Regions from separate parts of the Mus musculus genome. Here region 2 is linked to region 1. The links are chromatin contacts, called in public HiChIP or PLAC-seq maps. All regions are on one chromosome and are shown on one strand. Each heading gives the region's core, a stretch centred on a gene start, on an enhancer-like site or on the middle of the called end of the contact. The rest is flanking DNA. Distances are from core to core; before and after follow the strand shown. Region 1 has its middle 73 kb from the start of 4930441J16Rik. Region 2 holds the start of Hoxd13 (homeobox D13).

Region 1 (6,715 bases), core at 1,765-4,264:
TGAAGTATTCTTATACATGCTTATACAAAATATATATTTTATTTATTTCTAGCAGTTGTTTTTGAGATATAACTTATTATGCTGTTTGGAGGTTTGGAAGTAGGTGGCTACAATGAAACTATGTCTTTGCACACAGTAGGGCAGTTGCTCACATGAACTGACGGTGGTTGTGACAACATGCATGAGACTCAAGCCAGTTCAAGCTCTACCATGGAGAGAATTGCACACAAAAACCCTCTCCTCTAACTGCAGAGCTGTTGCTGGCAACCGACAGTTCCTGGGATAGGAAGAGTCAGTTTTCCTTAGGAGTATGGCCCTTGCTAAGTGGACCATGCTCCTGTAGAAGTCCACATACCCAAGAATATATGGGTAGCACAAATATGACTTTATGATTGTTTTTAAAGAGGACCCAAAGTTGGGTGGTTAGGAAATGGAGCTGGATCTAGAAGGAGCTGAGGGATGCTGTGACTATGCTCAAAGCACACTATACAAAAACAAAAAAAAAACCTAATAAATTAACTTCTCAAATTGTTATTAATGACATCTGCAATACTTAACGTCAGCCTCTTTTCCTTATTATTTTATATGTTCTATTTAAAAATTGCAGAATGCCTGTCTTCTCATGGCTATATTCCTTTACTCTCTGTTCCTTTGATCTGGTCATCTCCGTTTAGGCACAGTTCCTTTAAAACACATTTAAATCTGGTAGTAGTCATGCAAATTTTCTTTTGACTATATTTATTTTTTGAAATTCCTCAGTCTCCTGATTATCCACTCTTCCAGATTAACATAATTATCATTTTTAAGAGAATTGATAGAATTGGGGTTAAATTTGATGAATGTATCCTTTGCTTTGAGAATTGTCACCTTTGTGTGTCTTGCTGAGTGTGTTGAGGGTACTCACTGCTCTTCTCGGATGCTATAAAAACAGTAGACAAAGACAATGTGGGCTAAGTGTAGGTTTCCAGAGTGGTTAGGCAATGACAGAAAAGTCAACACAGATAATATCAGAAGTCAGGAAGGGTACACACAGAGGGAAGAAGGTATGTACTGAACATGAAAGGTAAGTGCACACAGACTGTGAAACCATTGGCATGGCTGATCAGAGCTCAGGATAAAAACACTGGCTTGTTCCTGGCTAGACAGAGAAATGTGGCATGGGGATCAGGGACTGGAGTGATTCCATAGTTGAAGGAGTAGGACTGAGGTGGGAGGTGGGCTTGGGAATAGGGGGTTCTATGTCTAGACTGCTGGGAATATGGAGTCTAACTATATCTAGACTGCTGGGATAGAAAGATTTTAAGTTCACTCAGCACAGAGGAGAAAAAGATTGATTGAAGTAACAGGAAGATGGTAAGACTGGCAGGCAAGAAAACCCAAATCATAGCTGGGCATAGTGACACATGCTTGTGATTCCAGCATTTATGATGATTGCAAAGAATGATCCTCTGAGTTTGACAGCAGCCTGAGTGAGTTCAAGGTCAGCCTGGGTTACATAGCAACAGCCTGTCTCAAAACAAAACAAAACAAAACAAAATTTAAAAATAAAAGAATATTCAATCAGAAACCAGGGTAGAGAGTGCTGGACCGGGGACAGGGTTCCTAAGGACAGAGGTTTAGTTAGAAACATTTCTGGGCACGAGGACCTTGTCAAAGGCCCCTTGCCATCTTCTAGCTTTCCTGAATACTATTTTCGGGTGCCTTGTGTATGGTATTCCTATGTATACAACTTTGTAAGTCCTAGAAATGCCTGGTGAATCCAGTGTCGGGTGTCTGAACGAAGCCTGGCTACTCACTCACCTTCCAGTGTGAGGTGGAGCTGGAATAGACAAAACCAGATGGATCTTTCCATCTCCAAGCAACTCCAAATCAACATGTAGAAAGCAGAAAACAGGGGAAAAGTTTTCAGCTTGCTGTTTGAGACCTGGCATGCTCTGTACTTTAAACTCAGGGTTGGGGGCGGGGAGTTCTTCACTCACCCCTTTTGTGTAAATGTTGGCCAACTGGGTTATTGCTGCTTTGATCTTAGAGGTCTTACCTGGTAAAGGAACTGAGGAAGATAGGCTGACAAAGCCACGGACTTCCTTAAGTAACAACCCAAGACCGACATTAAAGCATATAGACACTTTATCAGGCTAAGTCTGGAAATTGAAATTCAAGTTATGCTTCCAACTAGTCCAGACATGTAAATACTATTTGTGGAATTCGAGAGAGCAGATATTTAAGGTTGTAGAACCCAGCCACCTTGAACTGCCAAACATTCTGGAAGGTCTTCGGAGATCGTAAAACAGGGCAGCTCTACTTCCTTTACTGTTCCTGTCATACTGAGATGGGGGGGGGAGGGGGGGTGCAAAGTGTACAAGTGGAATGTAAACTGTTATTTCCATGGAAGTTGTTATATCATTATATGATTCCATTATATTATATCATTATATTATATGTTGTATATATTATATATAATTATATTATATCATTATATTATGCTATTATGCTCACAATTTTTAGAAGTGTTGTGCCCAACTGCAGTGTGATTATTCATGATCTAGAAGTGTAACATAAGACATTGAGGGCAAGGCTAGGATCTCATGCAAGTATTCTTGGTAGCACAACCCAGGTAGGATTGTGTGTGTGTGTGTGTGTGTGTGTGTGTGTGTGTGTGTGTGTGTGTGTACATGTGATGTGCCCACACATGCGAGTGTGCATGTGCACTTGTGTGAATTCAATAGGAATGGTGCCCATCAGCGCAACATAGAAGACCATATAAAGGAATCTAGGATTGTGACATGTGCTGATCCCAGTGGCAGAGCTAAATCTGAAGAGAATGCCCTTTCATGCTTGCAGTCCTGGTGGTAGAAGAGAACATTGGTTAAACATAAAAACAACCCTCAACTTGAGGAATTCCCCTGGCAGCTTTGTCACAGCTGTGCTGTGCAAACCTTTGGGAAAAGGCTGAAAATACTAGGAAAAGCATGGTTCTGGCTGGTACCCAAAGGCACGCACCCCATAAACTGTGTCAGCACCCCATAAACATGCCACTTTTAATGGCAAGTGCATGTCCCTATTCACCACCACCGTTTATTCTACCACAAAGTCTCCCGGAACTTTGTTTCCAGAATTCCTTTTATCTTAACCATTAAACCAGCCTTGGAGAGATATTGAGGTCAGCTGTCCTGGACCCAAGTCATATCTCCCCTGACCTCACCTGAGCAGTAATCTAACTAGCGACAAAGACTGTTGAGTAATGAAAACAGCCCTGTGACAGGCTTCCTGATCAGCTAGCCATATTCTGAAAGCTGAACCCATCAATCGTCCAATAATGGTTTATGAATGTTCACTGTGGACTAGGAGCACTTTAAAACATCTGCTGTGGTGAGATAATGAACACGGGGAGGTGCCTGGGAGTGGGAAGGTATATTAAAGAGACATGCAGGAGGACAGGCACGTGGTCAAGCATTCACACAAAATGTGGAGATGCTGTGAAGTTGCATCAGGAAGACCAAAGAGGGGATAAGACTGGAGTTATGAAGCAATAGGAAACCCTAATGAATCAAGTAACTTACCTGCCCCCATCTAAAGATCAAAAAGAGAAAAGAAAAGAAGGCTCTTTCTGAGTGGGTCTTCCAACTCCAGGTCAAAAGTTTACTTTATTCTGAGGCTCCCATGGTTATAAGAATGATCATCAACAGGAAAGCCAACAGGAGCATAGCTAAAGAGGCAAGTGCCATGAGGGGAGATAGAATTAGAGCTTTGATGGGCTGATATTGCAACCCAAACTGAATGCCAAGGCTCTAGATAGGGGATATTTAGCAGGGGTAAGGATAATAGGTTGGGAATAATAGACTACTCAGCCATTTTTGAGAAGTTGCAGAAGATGAAAGAGGTCAAAGATTGCACAAAAATTCTGCCTTAATTTTGACAGATATATTACACATACATACACACACATGCACACACACACACACACAGAGAGAGAGAGAGAGAGAGGAAGAGAGAGAGAGAGAGAGAGAGAGAGAGAGAGAGAGAGAGAGAGAGAGAGAGTTGGATCACCTGCCTAATTTCAGAATAGTTTCTAATCTGGTGTGTGAACTGCTAGTAGAAAAAGTATGGCTTACTTCATGGAGGTCCTGGTTAGTTTATTGTCAATGTAACACAAACTAGAGTCTTCTGGGAAGAGGAAGTTTTGGTTGAGGTATTGCTTTGATTAAATTTTACTGTATGCAAGTTTGTGAGGCATTGTCTTGATTGATGGTTATTGTGAGAGAGAGCAGCTCACTATGAGGGGTGGCACCCTGGACAAATGGTCCTAGATTGTATAAGAAAGGAAGCTAAGCAAGCCATAGCGAGCAAGCCAATGGGCAGCATTCCTTTGTGGTTTCTGCCTCGGTTTCTGTTTCCAGGTTACCGTACTGCTTGAGTTCCTGCCTTGGTTCCACCCCCACCCCCCACCCCCAGTGATGGATAGTGATCAGTATTGTAAGCCAAATAAACTCTTTCTTCCCCAAGTTACTTTTGGTTAATGCTTTATCATAGCAACAGAAAGCAAACAAACTAGGTCAGTTAATAACTATGTGGGCCCATAGAACAATTCATTTCAATGCAAACAAAACTCTTCTCTGCTTTCTTTATCTCTCTCTCCTTTACATTAAAATTTGTACAGAAAAGGGAATTCTGTAAATATAGTATGCTTGTTTTCTTTGAAAGAAATTTGTTTCTCATTTTTAATGAAGATTAAAAAATACGAGAAATTTACTTAAGTATAATTATATAACTAGGTTAAGTCCAATGATATTGTGACTTATTTAACAAATAATATACATTGCTAGAATATATCAGAATGTGCTTTGTTATAGAATAATTAGTTTTCAACAATATATTAATATTTGCATGTATTATATTAGTATGTTATATATAATATATGTATATAGCAACATGTATGGTTCTGTGTATCTATATACATATATATATATAGCATATAGTATATATATGTACATAGTATATGCATATAGAAAGATAAAATATGCAAACAATATGTCCATATTTAAAAGGTAAAAGAGCTAATCACTGATTCATATCATCCAAAGCAGAATGGTGCATTACAGGAGTTTTTGGAACCATCTAATTAAAGGTAGCTAGAAGTGCAAATCCCATCCACGTCAGAGTGATTGTGATGGAAGCGTTGCTGGCAGAACCCAGGAGCTACATTTTAAACACCTCCCTGTACAGCTCTCAGTCATGCTCACAAGTCTATATATTTAGACCTGGCTTCTCCTTTGAGTTCTATATTTTTATACCAGACATCCTTCTCAACATCTCTACTTGCGTATCTCAACAAGAATCCTCAACTTAATTTCTTTCTGACAGAATTCTTTATCTCCTCAAAACTTTCTTCCTTCACTAAACAATATTACTGTCTATCTAGATACTTGGGGAAAACCTAAAGTCACTCTTATTTCCTTAAGATGTTATGTTGCCTGTACCTCTTGTACAAAATCTCTGAAATGACTCCCGAAAGCTCAGGTGTTGAAGACTTGGTCCTTATGTACTGCTACTATCGAGAAGAGGTAGGAACTTAAGGAGATGTGACCTAGTTGGAGAAAATAGATTATTGTGTGTATGCTCTCCTGGTATACATTGGGACTCTATTCCACCTCACCTGTCCTGCTCGCCCCTCCCCGCCCCCCCCAGCCAATCTGTCTCTTTCTCTCTCTGCTTCTTGGACAGCATGACATGAACAGCCAACTCACCCATGTGTTCTCCACTGTGATTTCTGTCTGGTCAAAGGCATCTGAGGCTTCTGATATGTTTCTATTTCTGACTTAGTTGATGTAGTTAACCATCCATTAGATACTATGCTCCATATATTCCAAGAATTAATCTTCCTTATAAATTTCTTTCTCTTTCCATGGCATGGTGCAACCATGTGACCATGAAAAAGAAATATTGTCCATACGTTAGCACAACCAGGAACACATATAGTCATCTTCAATATGTAAAGTCATTAAGAAAACTAAAAAATGCCAATGTTAAGTAGCCAAGATGAAGTAAACAAAAGATAGAATGGTGATTTCCAGGGCCCTTTAGGGAAAGAGGCAGGGGGATTGTTCTAGGATGGGTATGATGTTTCGGTTAGAGTAAATGAGAAAGTTCAGTGGATGTAGTAATGACTGAAAACTGTTGTAAATGTTCTTAATGTCACAGAGCTTTACAGTTAAGTATGGTTAGAATGGTCAATTTTATGTTACATCTATATTTCATTACAAAAATGGAAATATAAACCAAAAATATAATGTCTCAAACTCATCAGCACTCGTGTGAGGACAAGGTTTGAATGTTAGCATTTTTAAAAATTCCCCAGATGTTACCTTGAAGTTTCCTTCCACTGTTTCCTTTCACATCTGTTTTCTACCTTTGTGTCTCCATCTATTCACAACTGCCACTACTTCTCATGATCTCCTTGGGGTACTTAAAGTCAGCTTGTCTCATCTACACATCACCTCTCATTCATGTTGCCTGTTGGACCCTGAATTCTCCAAATTTTAAAACGATTTCTCTGTATCCATTCCTCTGTTGAGGGGCATCTGGGTTCTTTCCAGCTTCTGGCTATTATAAATAAGGCTGCTATGAACATAGTGGAGCATGTGTCCTTCTTACCAGTTGGGGCATCTTCTGGATATATGCCCAGGAGAGGTATTGCTGGATCCTCCGGTAGTACTAT
Region 2 (6,830 bases), core at 1,063-3,562, 290 kb before region 1:
ATCCTGTTAAAAAAATAAACCCCTAAATACAAGGGCACTTCTGAAATTCATTTGGGGGGATTATTGAAAAAAATACTTCAAGTTTTTTTTTCCTCATACTGGCCTGGAGGGAGAAACAATGTTTAAAAATTATAAAAACAAACCTAGACAAGAACAAAACCAATAATAAGCAAGTAAGAAATAGAATTACAAAGTCGGATTGGGCAGCAAAAAGTTTTAGAACCAGATAAAGGTCAAGAGAGAGAGAGAGAGATAGAGAGGGGGGAAAAGGATTCACAATGCTTGCCTTTCTAGGCAGGGAAGGGGGAGGGAAATTAAATACATTTTCAAGTCTTTTCAAAGGTATTTTTTTGGAGACAACTGAACGCATTTAAACTGTCTGTGGCCAACCTGGCCCACATCAGGAGACAGTGTCTTTGAGCTTGGAGACGATTTTCTTGTCCTTCACCCTTCGATTCTGAAACCAAATGGTTACTTGTCTCTCCGAAAGGTTCGTGGCAGCTGAGATCCGCCGCCGCTTGTCCTTGTTAATGAACTTGTTAATGGCATACTCATTCTCCAGTTCTTTGAGCTGCAGTTTGGTGTAAGGCACCCTTTTCTTCCTTCCCCGTCGGTAGACGCACATGTCCGGCTGGTTTAAAGCCACATCTCCTAGCATAAACAACAGCAGGGGAAACATTAGCCTGGATACTTGGAACACCTAAGCTTTGAGTTGTGTTAATGTGAGTGCGTTTGTTATTTGTTAGTACTGGGCGGGGGAAGGGAGGGAATAAAGAAAATGAGATTGTTTATACTTTATTATTATTTACACAGACATATTATTTACACAGTATTAAAGAAAGACTATTTGCACTTTGAGACAAAGGCTAATTTGATGGATCATCATGGTTTTTCAAACCGGCATTTTAACAAGCCTGTGATTTTATGGTCTGGTTATTGGGGGAAGCTCATAAGGACAGTTTCTGCAATTGCCAGTTGCATACATTCAAACACACACACACACACACACACACACACACACACTTCAGATCTTTTACTCAAGCTTTAATCTCTTCTACTGTGTTTGGGAGTTTATGGGCTCTAAGAAGCTTCAGTGGTCATTGGAACCCCACTTGAAAACACGGGGACCCAACTCTGGCACCTTTCAGAAACCTCTTTAGTCAGGGGAGTGAGGAAGGGAGGGGGATGGGGTTAGGGAAAGGGGAAAGAGGGAGGGAGGGAGAGGAAGGGGGAAGCAGCAAAGGTAACGAAAGATCTTGAACTTTAGTGGATAAAAAGCACTTGTGCTTCACGGGAAGGAAAACATAGCAGAGGCGCTTTTAATTGGGAAAGTCAGAGATCACAGAGACTAAACAAATTTTTCTAGTGGATTATACCTGGTCAGGCCTGGAATATAAGTAACCACTCCCAAATAGGGGCTTTTCTTTTTTCTCCCTCCCCTTTTTTCGTTGCTCCTACCTGGAAAGGATGATTTCCAAAAATGGGACCCCTGTGGCTGATCCTTGGCACAGTACACCTGGCTGTTCCACCCGTTGGCTAGCGTCCAGGACTGGTAGCCCTCCATGGAGATGTATGCCTCGTGCCGAGGTTCCCCGGATCCAAAAGTGGACACCATGTCGATGTAGCCAGGCACGTGCTGATAGGGACTTGTGTAGCCCTGGTAGAAGGACACTTCCTTGGCTCTTGCGGGCACCTCGTTGGTCGGTACGCTGCTGCTCGCCAGGCCCGACACGTCCATGTACTTCTCCACCGGGAAACCTCCGAGAGAAGCGTGCGGGGACGACTTGAGAGCGTTCTGCTGTAAGCCTACGCCGTGCGACATGCGGCAGCTGTAGTAACCGTTGCCGAAGTGGTAGCCATAGCCCAGCGCGGGAGCGCCCGGCGGTGCTGCAGCGGTCGCGGCGGCCGCTGGCGCGGGACACTCTTTGGCCACAGGAGCCTCGGGGCGAGTGGCGATCACAGCCGAGGATGACGACGACGACGAAGAGCCTGTGCGCTCAGAGGTCCCTGGGTAAGCGAAGCTGGATGCTGCCGCCGCTGCCGCCGCCGCTGCTGCGGCCGCCGCCGCCGCGCGTCCGGAATGTGTCCCCGCGAACACCGGCGCCGACAGGAAGCCGCGACACTGGCCAGGCGCTGCTACGGAGGAGGAGGAGGAGGCCGGTGCCGCCCCAGCGGCCCCGCCGTCCGCCCGCAGCCCATCCATGTCCCAAGTCCCCGAGCGGCTCATGGCCCGGCCTGGCCCGGCCCGGGCCCCGGCCTCGGCCCCGCGCAGGACACCATGGCGCGCTGCGCCTCCTCCCTCCTCGCTGTGTTCCGCGGCGCGCTCGCTCCCGCCCTTTCCCTCCCGTCCTCTCTCCCTCCGCGAGCCTCCCGCCTCCTGCCCGCCCGCCCGCCCGCCCGCCCTCCAACAGGTTAGCTCATCGCGGGACGTTTATAAAAACGAAGTTCAGGTTGGGAGGGGGCCTGGGACGGTCAGGGGGCCGTCTCCCGCCCCGAGGGCGCCGGCCGGGGACCCTGCCATTGGCTGCGCCGGGACACGTGGGGGTGGGGGCGCGGGAGAGCCTGGCTCCCAGCCCAGGTCCGGCTGGACCCACCCACCCGGTCCCCACCCCTCTTCAGCCCTTTGGGAGGCCCACCTCGCATCCCCGCCCTCCCCCAGACCCAGGAGTTGACTTTGCAGCCACCCCCTGATTGCGCGACGGCCCATCTCGGGCCTGTCTGCGAGGCGGGCGCCGAGGCCTGCGCTTCATCTCCGCAACCGTTGTTTTTGCCACTGCTCTTTGGCTCCTCGAGCTGCACACCAAAGTGAGGATGAAGGACAGAGATGAGCAGAATGACGAGAAAACAGAGCAATTCTATTTTTAAAAACCTGTTGCTCATCTTTCCTTAGTCTACCGCGTCACCCCAAATTCGAGACAGCTCATCCTACCTTGAACATACCTAACGAACGGGTAAAAGTATTCCACACATAGGACATCAGTCGGAGTAGATCCTTCCTATACAGCACCATCGGCCCACAAAAATACTCACGAAACAGTCTTGGGGCAGCATCAGAGACTTAGAATTCATCTCGAAGCCGCAAGCCTGACAATCGGCGCAACTAGGAAGTCCACAGATGTTCGGTTCACGTCTCTGCTCTTGGCCAGCCGGCAGTCACTTTGCCAGGCTGGCCTTAGCTTCAGCTTGGCCTCCTCCTGCCCAGCCCAAAAGACTCCGTACCAGCGCGGGAGGAGAAAGCCACTCAATAGAGTGCCACGAATCTTCTGCGCCTCGCCCACAGCATACCGGCCTCTAGCTTTTTGCAGCCACCACCCACCCCCGCCCGTTACTCACACCAATTAATTGAAAACTTCACTTTCCCAGGGACCTTTGTTTCGCTTCCTTTTCCAGGCTGCCAACAGCAGGGAATTGAGTGTGTCAAGTCAAGGGGGTGTCCTTTCTTCTCTTCTCGTCTCTTTTCTTTTCTTTTCTTTTCTTTTCTTTTCTTTTCTTTTCTTTTCTTTTCTTTTCTTTTCTTTTCTTTTCTTTTCTTTTCTCTTCTCTTCTCTTCTCTTTTCTTCTTCTTCTTCTTCTTCTTCTTCTTCTTCTTCTTCTTCTTCTTCTTCTTCTTCTTCTCTCTCTCTCTGTCCGCCCCCCCCCCCCCCACCACCACCAAGTAAAGTCCGGACTGGTGACAGGCGCAGTCCGAGTTCATAGAACTTCATAGGGACAGAGTAGGCTCTAGTTGTGAGTACCGGAGGAGCTAATACCAGATAGAGTTAGGTAGGGTGGCTCTAATCGCTCTGTATTTCCACCTCCTCTCACAGAGTCTTAACAACTTATGGGTCGTCCTTGTGAGCTCTGATTTGAATCTAGGTCGGTCTCCTGAGAGCTATTTTAGACTTGGTTAGTCAAGAGTGCTGGGTGGGTGCGTGAGCCTCAAAGTGGGCCAGTTTGATGCTGTACTATCAACCTTCAGACCAGTTTATCTTTTAAGAAAATCACTCCCCTAAACGTGCAATACTAAGTCCAGCTTGTCACTCAGCGTCACTGCCTTCTGAAAATAAGCTCTGAGAAAGAAGAAGAAAAGAAGAAAAGGAGTGAGCAAGGTCCTTCTGGGCCTGGTCTGGTCTGGCATCACAGGGTGGGCTGATGGCATTAGAGTGTTGACACAAAAACCACAGTAACCATAAAAGGCTCAAATAAGGGGATGGGGGTGTAGGTTATGAGAGGTACTGGAAACTAAGAGAATTTGTATAACTTTTAAAAATCCTAGACCTGGTCATGGTCAAATTCAAACCCGGAGGGTCTCTCCAGGTTTTTGCAGCATTGTGATGGGTAGTAATTTGTTGATCGCGATAATTTTGATTGCTTGAGAAAGGACAAAAGTTAGAATGGAAGCTGGATTGCATTTGAAGAGCCAGGTAGTAGTATTTCTGAGCTTTTGAAAAAGAGTAACAATGAGATGTTGTATTTTCTCCTTGTTTCCTTTCTTGTTACTCACAGAGAAAGAACAACTTGGGAGCCATTGATACTCCCCCACCGCACCCCTATGGCTTTAAACATTTACTGAAACGTTTTTAAAAACAAATTAAACAGAAATAGCCAGAACCAACACACCTCAGTCTCCTAAAACTCAATAATTTAGTAGTTTTGTGTTCTTTGGGCTTCAGTACCATTTTTTAAAAATCTGACTAATACATTTGATAAGCATTGTATTTTTAAATCGAAGAAAATAAAGTTAAAACAAAAATTGTCACATTTTGAAACTAAAGTCTCAACCTTTGCTTAAATTACCACACAAGAAAATAAGTTGTGCTTGGCTGGGAGAATATAGGAGTTAATGCTTAGGCTAAAACTTCTTGATATAGTCTTCTTCCCTATAACGCTCTGTGGTGCCCTTGTAGAACTTAGGGTTTCTCTGCCAATTTCAAAGGTTATTCAGAAATAAAGAAAGTTTTGAATAATGAATTTTATCATTTTCTATCACCAGCTTGTCTGTGACTTCAACAAAAATTAAGTTTAGATATGCAGAAGTAGGTTATACTAGAAAAAGGTCTCTGAAAGGGCCCACAGGTAGAACTCCAAATCCCAGGATCCCAGGGAAGTCACTGCTGTTGAGCCAGACTGCTGAGGCTGATTATGAGGTAAAATTAGGGTGTTGGTAGTTTACGGGGTGGGTAGGCAGGTATAGAGAGGATGCTGCAGTTAAATAAGAAGAAATGTTTTCGTTTAGCTTGGATATCTTGTGTCCAAACTGTATTCAAGCTGAAATTTAATTGTAATCTATTTTTTTCCTTCAATTTTTTTTTTTGAGACATAGATCCACTCTCTAGCCAAGGCTGTCCTCAAATTTTCAAAAGGGGTGGGATTACAGGCATGAACCTCTATGCCAGGCTTATAACCATTTTTTTTTCAGATGTCCAAGAGCACAGGGTGAGCCTTATATTTGTGTGGCAGCACATCACAATGAAATCTTAACAAAAGGATAAGCAAGAGTTTAGCAATGAAAATAATTTCCAAATACTTACCTATTGTTCTGTGAAAAAAAAAGCTACATTTCCTGATTTGGGTGAAAGGCCATGATGTCCTTTGCTGCCCCAATCCCCTTCCACGTCTCTCCATTTGCTTCTCTTTCTTCTTTCCTTCCTCAAGCGCCCCACTGAGTATTGAATCTGTGCTGGAGACAGACATAGCCTCTGTTCTTTCTTGTAGATCTCACAATTTGTACATCTGTTTGGGGATGGAAAAATGAATGGATACAGGCTATGACTTAGACTTATTGAAGTGTCCTGTTTACCAAGACAGCAATGAGCTCAATTAACAACACAATTGATGACGATTACAACCAGGATGGCAGGATCCTGCCAGAAAAGGGTTGTGGGAGATGCCTTTGAAAGTATTTACCTTGATGACCACAACCAGGAAATACAGAACACCCTTTTAATTAACTTTTGAGAAACCAATGATTCAGTAGAAAACGTCTCAGTTTAGAAGCAGGGTCTTAAGTTGAGAAGAACTGGCTGGTTTTTGTTCCTGACCATGTCTGTCTGCCAGCTCTGGAGCTAATTTTTCCTCTCCAGCTAATAATCAACTTCACTCAGGCTGAGAAAAAAAAAAACAGAGCAAACAAAATATGAAGCAAACCCCAAGAGAATCACAACATTTTGTGTATAAGGCAGGTTCTAGCAACAGCCAGATGTCCTGTGTTTGGGGCATTTTCTAAATCTAAAAGGTGGAATCCTTTTGGGTTTAGCAACAAAATTAGCCTATATTTAATGAAAATCTCAGGCAACAACAAACACCCCCCGCCCCTCTAAATACCAGGTGACTTAAAAAAAAAATCCTGAGTTTGCCTCCCACTGGGCAGCAGGGCCCTATTTGAGATGAAGAGACCACCTCCAACTGTGGACTGTAGGAAACAGGCAGGGTCTTCCCTTCCAGAGAAATGCTGAGCTTTTCTAGAGAGCTCTAGAAGGTAGGGCCAGGGCTTAAGGACCGAATAACTTCTTTCTTTCTTCCTAAATAGAAGCAAAGATTGCAATTTGCTATTTTGTCTGACATTTTGAAACAACTTTTCTAACTTGCTAAATGCTTATTCTATGAGTCAAATAGAAGCTTATTACCATTTCAAATAATTCACATTCTCCACGGGCAAGCCACATTATGCATAGCAGCGAAGCAAAGCGGGTGAAGGGTAGGAAAATGCCTAAAAATGTAGAAGGAGTTGAGAGACTGGCAAAGGATGCCAGTGGTATGCTCCGGATCCCTGAAAGGCGACCGCAGTTCCCCGCGCTTGGCGCTAGATGTCCCTGCAAGTTCTTGGGTCTGATCTGAGGGTACATTAAACT

The links. HiChIP or PLAC-seq counts read pairs in DNA pulled down with a chosen protein or histone mark.
Region 2: an H3K4me3 HiChIP or PLAC-seq map of embryonic limb bud shows a contact between it and region 1, with 2.2 times the contacts expected there. The contact joins the promoter of Hoxd13 here to the enhancer-like site in region 1. A contact is called at or near these places in 11 of 39 promoter capture datasets (the 3T3-L1 cell line, 3T3-L1-derived adipocytes, the C10 cell line and 7 more), 1 of 115 datasets of contacts at active chromatin or transcription factors (embryonic limb bud) and 1 of 9 other capture datasets (embryonic stem cells).

What each region holds. Positions count from the first base shown.
Region 1 is chr2:74,377,395-74,384,109 of GRCm38.p6, reverse strand. No RefSeq gene overlaps it. Among named protein-coding and RNA genes, the nearest start is that of 4930441J16Rik, 73 kb to the right of the region's middle. Within about 2 kb of position 3,014, at least 7 of the 459 cell types and tissues checked have an H3K27ac peak or open chromatin away from gene starts, as enhancers often do. A contact at or near this core is called in embryonic limb bud, where this site is marked.
Region 2 is chr2:74,663,707-74,670,536 of GRCm38.p6, reverse strand. It overlaps Hoxd13 (homeobox D13), which reads right to left and starts at 2,312. Exons shown (of 2, transcript NM_008275.4): 1 at 1,459-2,312; 2 at 1-651. The coding sequence starts at 2,227. The coding sequence ends at 401. Gm31790 (a long non-coding RNA gene) reads right to left here. Exons shown (of 3, transcript XR_374674.2): 1 at 6,606-6,830; 2 at 5,511-5,712; 3 at 3,646-4,049.